2 separate regions of the Mus musculus genome follow, and region 1 is linked to region 2. The links are chromatin contacts, called in public Hi-C maps. All regions are on one chromosome and are shown on one strand. Each heading gives the region's core, a stretch centred on a gene start, on an enhancer-like site or on the middle of the called end of the contact. The rest is flanking DNA. Distances are from core to core; before and after follow the strand shown. Region 1 has its middle 27 kb from the start of Gm35166. Region 2 overlaps Dlgap5 (DLG associated protein 5).

Region 1 (4,430 bases), core at 1,779-4,278, 140 kb before region 2:
CAGTGATCACTTGAGACCCTAGTTCCCACACGCTTAGCATTTCAGAAAGAAAACATTCAGGGGCCTACTTTTTTATTTGTAAACCCAACCTAAAAAATAGTTTGAGCTGGGAGTTATGGCACATCCCTGTTAATATGTGCATTTGGAAGGAGGCAGTAGGTTGGAGAGATGGATGGTTCAGTGGTTAAGAGCACTGACTGCCCTTCCGAAGGTCCTGAGTTCAAATCCCAGCAACCACATGGTGGCTCAACCATCTGTAATGAGATCTGATGCCCTCTTCTGGGGGGTCTGAAGACAGCTACAGTGTACTTATGTATAATAAATAAACAAATATAGAAATCCTTTAAAAGGAAGGAGGCAGTATTTATTCCGAGTTCCATCATGAGAACCTATCTAAAAACTCCGGAGGAAGCAGGTATGCAAGCTCACTGACAAGGCTGATGTAGAATGACCTAAGGTCAACCTGAGCAAGTTGAGACCCATCTCTAAATTAGAACCCAACAAAGCAAGCTTTAAAAGCTCAGTGGTGAGCTGTCTGCTTAGCGTGACCCTGGGTTGGACTCCCAGTCCTAGGATAAGAAAAACCAAATCCTTGAGTACAGATGCCTTTGTAGAGTCTCCTACTAAGAGCCCTCAGGACAGACTGGGGGCTTGTGGGGGTGGGGGTGGGGGCAGTCGAATGACCCTTTCACCGGGTCGAGTAAGACACAAATTTACATTACAAACACAAAGTGTATTAAATCATCCCAGTGGTAGGAAGGTTAGGAACCACTTGCTTGAGAAGGTGGAAAAGGTTTCATGGCTTTTTGCTTTATATATATATATAATTTTTTTTTTTTTTTTTTTTTTTTTTGGTTTTTCGAGACAGGGTTTCTCTGTATAACCCTGGCTGTCCTGGAGCTCACTTTGTAGACCAGACTGGCCTCGAACTCAGAAATCCGCCTGCCTCTGCCTCTTAAGTGCTGGGAGCAAAGGCGTGCGCCACCACGCCCGGCGGCTTTTTGCTTTTTTTAAAGTAGTTAACAGAAATTGTTCTTATTAGAACAATTATTTGAGGGAGCATGTATGCTATAACCTACATGTAGAGATCAGAAGACAACTTTGTGGAGTTTATTTTCTGTTGGTCTTTCTGTGGATTCCAAGGATCAAACTTTGGTTGCTTGATTTGCAAGGCAAGCACCTTTACCAGAATAGCAGGTTGTCGGCCTCACTGGCTTTTAGTGGGCTTCCTCTATCCTACGAGGGATGCCGTTTCTGCTCCATTCCACTTCTCTTCCCACCTGATAACTAGTGGCTCTGTTCCCTACTCCTAACGAGGCCAGCGACCTAGAGTGGGAGACTGCTCCACTAAGGCTCTGCTTCAACAGCTAGGCACAAATGGACCTGAGGCACCCAAAGGTGCCTAACCACAATGTTTGCTCTTCCCACGAGGCTTTGCAAATCAGCGATGGCCATGAACTTCCATAAAGTTAGGAGTGATGTGCATGTCAGAAGGGATGGTGTACTTCCCACACGGCACTTCGCTAGTTCTGAGATTCTAACACTAGCCTATATGAACCCAGAGGAAAGGATAGCATCCCACTGTGTGTTCAACATATGGTTACAGGACCTGATGAGCAGTTGATAGCATTGATTCATTATTGGCACTATTCAGTGTGAAGAAGGGTCTAGTGTCAAATGACTTTATGGCACCTATGATGCAGTCTGTGGATAAAGAAAGACAAATAACCAGTCTGCCAAAGAAATAGCAGCAGTTGAGGGTGTGGCAAAGGGTTGGGAGTATTTCTGTACAAACTGTCCAGATGGCCTCAAAAGGCTAACAGGCGCTCAAAGTCCACACTGCAGAGATGACTAGACAGAGCCTAAGGGAAGCCCAGGGCCTGCTGCTGGGAGCCACTGGCAGCATGGTCCAGAACAAGCAGCTGTGTAGCCAGTAGTTCTCCTGTAAGAACTTCTCTATACAAGCCTGGTCTCCTGGGGTCTGCTATGTCCAGAGGCAAAGTGCTCTTCAGGTTTCTCATCCTTCATAGACAATTAGGGAATGAGCCAGAACTGTCCAAACCTGCCAACAGTCAACATGTTGAATTGATACTAGCAAGCCAGGTCTAGTGGTACATGCTTGTAATCCCAGCTACTCAGAAGGCTGAGGCAGGAGGGTCATAAATGTAAAGATGACCTTAGGCTACTTGAGACAACTTTTTAAAACAAAGTGAAAAGGGTTGGGGATTTGGCTTAACTATAGAGGGATTGCTGATTAAACATGGGATGTAATCATGTCATGGAGTGTATACTGTGAGGCACTGAAGGTAAGTGCTCAAACTAGCTACCCCGGGAGTCCAGGGAACCCCACACACAGATACAAAGGGGCACGTGGAGGAGCCTGGCCAACACAGCAGAGGGGTGGGACTGGTTCCCAGTGGATGTTGCAGTGGGGCCATCAGTGCATAGGGTGAGCAGACACATCGGCAAGCACGTTACATTTAGGGGTTTTGTTAAGAGGCTTTCACTATATGCCTCAAAGAGGCGACCCTGCTGGAATTACAAGTCATATACAATGCACATGCCCTTGGTTCCTTTCCAAGCTGGTAGCAAGAGTCCAACCATCATCTCAGGAATGGGATGGGGACCCAGTTCCCAGTTTCTATGAAGGATGGAGTTGCAATGAGTGGTGGGGTAAACACTGAGGTGGAGCAGCGCCTCCTGTGAGAGCAGAGTGGGTGTTTTCTTTGGCTGGGGTGGGGTTTGAACCTTTGGCAATGCAGGACGGGAACACCGTGGCATGACATGAGAGTGGGCCGGTCGCCTGGGGGCTTCTGGCATGGTTAGTGGTTAGCACTGGCTGCTCCTCCAGGGCTGGGGTTCAGTTTCCAGCACCTACAGGACAGCTAAGAACTGCCTGTAACTCTGACTTTAGGGGACATACTGCCCCTTTGGCCTCCACAGAACTGCATGCATGTGGTATACAGACATCCACACACACAAGCTCTTAAAACCAAAAACCAAAGGGTGGATTATTTCTACATCCAACACTAGGGGGCCACAGAGTCTCAAAAGCAGCATTACATTCTGGTAGTCTGAGTTCAGCGTGGGGGTGGGGTGGGGCGGGGTTGGGGGTGGGGGCTGGTGTCAAGCCTCTGTTGAGCACTGGGAAGCTTGTCCTGCCACAGTTAATGCAGGCCGTCTGTTTCTGAGGTAAGGCCAAGTGCACTGGGGGCATCCTATGCCCTGTTGTCAGCCCAGCTTCTCACACAGCTGCAGAGCACGTGATAACCAGGTCAGCAATGCTGACTCATGAAAACCCAGAGTTGTTTGTCTTGTGTACCCACGTGGGAGAGCCACAGGCAGCAAAGGTTGAACACACAGTGCATGAGGAACGTCACACCCTTGGTTGTCCTGTGTGTTATCGCCTTATCCCAGTTATGAGTCACAACAAACTTAGAGGACATTCAGATTGCCAGCTTGGCACAAGCCAACAGCAGATGTGTTGAAGATGAGCTGTTCTCAGCCTCTTGCGTTGTGTCAGACCAAGTTTGCGTCTCCAGGCTAGCATAGCATGGTCCACTTGTCAGGGTGGCCTCGCTGGCATGGGGTCACTGCAGTCTCAGCCTGCTCTCAGCCGTTACTGTGAAGGATAAAAGAAAAACCCAAACCAGAGATATGGCTCAGCAGTTAAGAGCCACAGACCCAAGTTTGGCATTCAACACTCATAACTGCTTGTAATTCCAGAAGTAGGGAATCTGACACCTTCTTCTGGCTTACAAGGACAAATGCACGCACTAGTATACAGACACACAATCTTAAAAATTCAAACTAGATTCCAGTTCGGAAGCCACTGGCCTCATGACCCTCTGCTTAACATAGGCCAAGCTGGCTCTACCTAAATACCATCCTCCACTCTGCTCCCTGCCGGTCCTGGCCAAATGTGTACCCTCCTCCAAGGCAACCACTGCCCTTCCCCATCAGTCGTCCACATTTGTCGTCCATCCTCCCTGCCAGCAACTTAGGCCGATAACAGGGTTTTTTTCTGTGTTTTTGGATTTTGTTTTCAAAGCTCCAGCTTTCTGTCTTCAAGCCTGAAGACTCCCAGTGGCTTCTAAGTGACTGGTGGACAGCTGTGGGAACTCTTTAATAGTACTTTATAGGGAATACAGCAGGCACTGCACAAAACTCAAAATGTTAAAAGCCGATAAGATTTTAAACTTACATTTAAGGAAAGATGATTTTGTAATATAAAAAGTTAACCTCCCTTCTTCTAAACCCTGTTTTGGGGTGCATTTGACATGTCTCCTCTTGTAGCCCAGGCATGCCTCAAACTCAGCAATTCTTTTGCCTTGTCCTCAGAGCTCTGGGATCACAGACATGAGTCACCACAAATGGCTTGAACACAAACAAGACTTTAACAGAAGGGCCCTAAGAAGGGAGCTGGAGAG
Region 2 (4,639 bases), core at 1,213-3,712:
CTTCTTGTGGGACAGACTGTGGAGTGAGAGACGTTATGTATTTCTTCACTGTGCTTATGAGGTTTTCTATTTTTCCTGTAAATCATGCTTTTTAATCTAATAAGAATCCACTTGGGTTCAAGAGCTGCTCTCTGTTGCACACACAGGGCGGCCTGCAGAGGCTGCGACTCCAGCTCACACAGGGCAGCCTGCAAAGGCTATGACTCCAGCTCTAGGGCCTTGATACTCTCTTCTGGACTCTGGGGACAGGACACCTGCACTCATGCACAGTCTCACACATAAACACCCATGTACACATAACTTAAAGAGCGTTCTGAAGTCCATCGTACACCTCAAATGGACGTTTATCAAACGGTCAGTCTCCTTCTGACACTTTATACTATGTTATGCAAACAAAGCTGCTCTGATTCTGTCTCAGTAAAATAAACTTTATTATTTCCTCTCAATGAGATCACAGTACAAAGATCTGAGAAGAATGGTCAGATCGTTGAACACACTTTACATCTTCTTTAATGGTAAAGGATGTTATTTATAAAAAATGGCTAGTATAATGATAATTGTTTTTTGGGATGGGTCTTACTAAATATCCCAGCCTGAATTCAAACATAGAATCTGTTGGGGTCCAGGAGTCACCCCATAAACCAGGCGAATATTGATCTCAGTTAAACAAGGATGGTTTATTGAACACATACCCTGAGACCGATCAACCAGGGCAACAGCTCAAAGCTGTGCACTGGACATTTCTCAGGGCCAGCTTATAGAGGCTGAAACCACAGTGAGTTCATGCGCAGGTGCTGAAGGGCTGCCCGGTGGTCAGCCCTGACTCAAGCCATTTTAAACATAACAGTTGATATTGATCTTTGATTTGATGGGTCCTTTGTGAAGCTTACAGCTGTGGGATCTAAGATTAGCAAGCCTTATAACATTCAGCACCATGACAGGTTCTGTGGGAAGCATGCCCCCCAGTCTGGGTCTGGTATTTTCTGTGTCAATGACTGGCAGGCAACAATATGAAATAGCTGGTGGGCATGGAACAAAATGGCTACAGCTATGCTGGGGGCGCAGGGACAGGCTTAGCAGAATCCTCCTGCCTCAGCTTCCAGGATGCTGGGATTACAGACTTGCTCCTGACATACTGTGGGTATTTCTTAATTGTGTGTTTAGCTCTCAAAGTAATTTATCAGTGTCTCTATCATATAAGAATTGTAATTCTGCCTGTGACCACCAGATGTCTCTCCTTCTACATTGTTTGGTTGTTTGGAGAGAACTTTATGAAACCTCATCCACCAGCCCCCATCCCCACCTCCTCCAACAAGGGCATACCTACTTCAGCAGGGCCACCTCTAATTCTGCCTTAACAGTTCTGACTGGGGACCAGCCATTCCCACGCATGAGCCTATGGGGGTCGTTTTCATCCACACCATCAGACGCCACAAGGTGGTGCTCAGTCGGTGGGATGATGTCCCCTTAATATCAGCTGGTCCTGAGCTGAAACAGGTGTGCATTCAAGCCATGGGGGACAACATAGTGAGACCCTGTCTCAGAATAAAAGTTAAAAGGGCTACGGACTTAACTTCAGTGGAAGAACGATTTCCTGGTATGCACAGGGAGGGCTCTGGGGTCAGTCCTCAGTACCACAGGAACAGGAGAAGGTGGTAATGAACATACCTTTAATTACTATTTCTCCTTGCAGAAAAAAATTGTGCCCGGTAGAACAAGCAAAGCAAAGCAGGATGACGACGGACGAGCGGCAGCTAGGAGTCGCCTTGCAGCCATAAAGAATGCAATGAAAGGCAGGCCACAGCAGGAAGTGCAGGCCCACGCAGCAGCTCCGGAGAACACAAAGGAAGTTGACAAAATAGTGTTTGATGCTGGGTTTTTCAGAATCGAGAGCCCAGTGAAGTCATTCTCAGGTTTGTAGCTTTGCTGAGACTGAAGAGCGGTGTTTGGGCCAACTGGGGGCTGGAGTGAATGGTGGAGAGTGACTTTCCCATGAAAGAGCCCACACGCTGATGGCTAGAAGTGGGTTCTGTGCTGGCAAGCCTGCGTGCACATCAAATATTGAGACGAGTGCGGGCTTGTGCCTGTTCTCCAAGTGATGCCATAGCTGTCTCTGCCATGCAGTGCCAGTCTGTCTGTGAGGTTCCGAGACAAGCTGGGCTAGGGGTACAATGCAGAGGAAGCAGACCTGAGCCATCACACTTCCCTCAGCCATGCCCTTCTGCACGGGGGTTGAGGGAGTCATCTGTGCTGCTGTGTTTGAGATCCTTGGGGGCAAACTCAGCTTGACATATGGTTAGCAAGCACTTGTCCCTCCAGACATAGCCTCCTTTTCTGAAATCCTCTCTTTTTAGACAAGGCTTGGCTAAGTTTCCCAGGCTGTCCTTGGACTCACACAGGCCTGTAGCTTGCTGTCTGAGCCTCTGGAGAGGATGTGGTGTCGGGCTTGTGCCACCAGCCCCCACTGCGCATCCCTGTATTCAACAGTCTCCTGTACGCTACCCACGTGAGGTCATTCTCTTACCTCCTGCTAGGACTGTGGTTCTGGCAGCAGCTGCTCAAGTGCCATGTTGGAGGAAGCCGAGTATCTCAGCAGTTTATCTGTAATGCTTTCTTGTTCCCCTGTTCCCATGACTAGCCTATGTTTCAGCGGTGTTTGGTAACCATCTACAGCAGGATACAGCTGATGTCTCAACTTACCAGGAAAGACTCTCTTTTGACTCGGGGTTTCTCTGTGTGGCCCTTGCTGGTCACTATATAGACCAGGCTGGCGTCAAACTCACAGAGATCTCTTACCTCTTCCTAAGTGCTGAGATAAAGGTGTGCGCCGCCACTCCTCTGAGTCAACGCTCTTGACCCAAGCACTTGTTGCCTGCGTTAGCTAGGGATAGCCCACTTGCTAATTTACATTATACCTTCTAAAACATTCTTCCTGTAGAGGTGCACCTCTTCGTCTTTCTTTCTAAGTTTTAGTTTGATTTTATGTACCTTTACCTACACTTTGTCCACACCACGTGTGTGCCTGATGCCTGTGGAAGTCAGAGGAGAATATCAGATCCCCGGGACCTGGAGTTAGAGCTGTCGTGAAATATCACTAGGTGCTGGGAACCAAACCTGGCTCCTCCGGGAGAACAGCCAGTGTCCTTAACAACTGAGCCTCTCGGCAGCCTTTTGCATCATAGGCATGGCATATGAAAGCTAAGCACGGGCTAACGTGACGATCCTCTTGTCCCACAAAGCCCCTGGTACTGGACAGTAACAGATGTTGACAAGAGCAGGCTCTGTGCCTCCTCTCTGAACAGAGACTGGCCGGAAAGACTTGCTATGGGGCTTGTTCTTCTTATTTCCAGTCCTGTCTTCTGAACGTCGTTCTCAAAGATTTGGAACACCTCTGTCTGCCAGCAAAGTTGTGCCTGAGGGCAGGGCTGCAGGGGACCTTCTGAGACAGAAGATGCCACTGAAGAAGCCGGACCCTCAGAGCAGCAAGAGCGAGCATGTTGATCGGACGTTTTCAGATGGTCTTGAAAGCAGGTATCTCTTTCATGTGTACTGTGAGTTTAGTGGTATTGACGTGAGCTATCGTTCCATATGGTTAAGCTGGTAAAGTATATATATCAGCCGTATGTTTCTAATTAAACTTCACATGTAACCCTGTAACATGTGGGCAAGGCTTCCTCTTTTCTAAGGAAACAGACTTCAGATTTCAGGTTGGAACCAACTCTAGTGTTGGTAATCATAGCCACTCAGGGGCTGAGGTGGAAGGATTATTTCGCCAGCAGTTTGGAGCCAGCTTTAGCAACACTGCCTGTCTTAAAGCACCAGGACTGAAGTTGGTAAGTGGTCCTGATGCAATTGGCAGAAGTGTACCGTGCAGTACAAGGGAGAGAAGCAGTGTGGTATCCTCTGGTGAGAGAAAGTGCCCAGTGTGTGCAGACAACCTAGACATCGCTTTAGGTCATTAGCTAGCCAACCCTTAGAGTAGCCCTGCCAGGGACGGGGAGAGAAACTTAAGTGGTATCTTAATGAAGTTTAGCTTGTAGTTGCTCAAACTGATCCATTCTCTACACAATTGCATCAGCATAACCTAAGCTGTCCTTCCGGTGGCTCATAGATAAGTGTGCAGCTCATCTGAGGGGGAAGAGGAACCTTAAACAAGTAGGAAATTGTAATCTGATGTCTGGAGAAGATGTTGGACTTGTTATTAACCTGAAGTTTGAAAAATGTTAGCCGGGCAATGGTGGCGCACGCCTTTAATCCCAGCACTATAATGTCTTTTTAAACTTTTGATATATGCCAAAAGCATTTTCATCCTTTAGGGCCTCAAAAATGCTTTTGGTATTATAAAAATCTGTTTTGTAAGATATCAATTTATTATCATACTTTGTATAATTTATTATTAGACTTTATATAATTTATAGTTTATTATCTATATTAAGAAGACCTGTAATAGCAGTTGAGTCATATTGTTACTGGGGCCAGCAAGATAGCTCAGTGGGTCACTTGTTTTGCAAGCCTGTGGCCTTCACACACACACACACACACACACAGCTTTTTTAATGTTCATTTGCAAACGTTTACCAGAAGGCATCTTAAAACAACTTTGAACCAGGCAGTGGTGGTGCATAACTTTAATCCCAGT

The links. A called contact is a pair of places that touch in the nucleus more often than the background predicts.
Region 1: a contact with region 2 is called in a Hi-C map of neural progenitor cells, with 2.4 times the contacts expected there. The contact joins two enhancer-like sites. A contact is called at or near these places in 26 of 484 Hi-C or Micro-C datasets (the C2C12 cell line, the C3H10T1/2 cell line, the HPC-7 cell line and 17 more), 3 of 115 datasets of contacts at active chromatin or transcription factors (bone marrow-derived macrophages, extraembryonic endoderm stem cells and memory CD8 T cells) and 3 of 9 other capture datasets (adipose tissue, liver and pancreatic islet).

Annotation. Positions count from the first base shown.
Region 1 is chr14:47,532,684-47,537,113 of GRCm38.p6, reverse strand. No RefSeq gene overlaps it. Among named protein-coding and RNA genes, the nearest start is that of Gm35166, 27 kb to the right of the region's middle. Within about 2 kb of position 3,028, at least 209 of the 459 cell types and tissues checked have an H3K27ac peak or open chromatin away from gene starts, as enhancers often do. A contact at or near this core is called in adipose tissue, cerebral cortex, memory CD8 T cells and 1 more, where this site is marked.
Region 2 is chr14:47,393,029-47,397,667 of GRCm38.p6, reverse strand. It overlaps Dlgap5 (DLG associated protein 5), which reads left to right. Exons shown (of 19, transcript NM_144553.2): 14 at 1,694-1,913; 15 at 3,351-3,531. Among named protein-coding and RNA genes, the nearest start is that of Lgals3, 21 kb to the right of the region's middle. Within about 2 kb of position 2,462, at least 74 of the 459 cell types and tissues checked have an H3K27ac peak or open chromatin away from gene starts, as enhancers often do. A contact at or near this core is called in adipose tissue, cerebral cortex, memory CD8 T cells and 1 more, where this site is marked.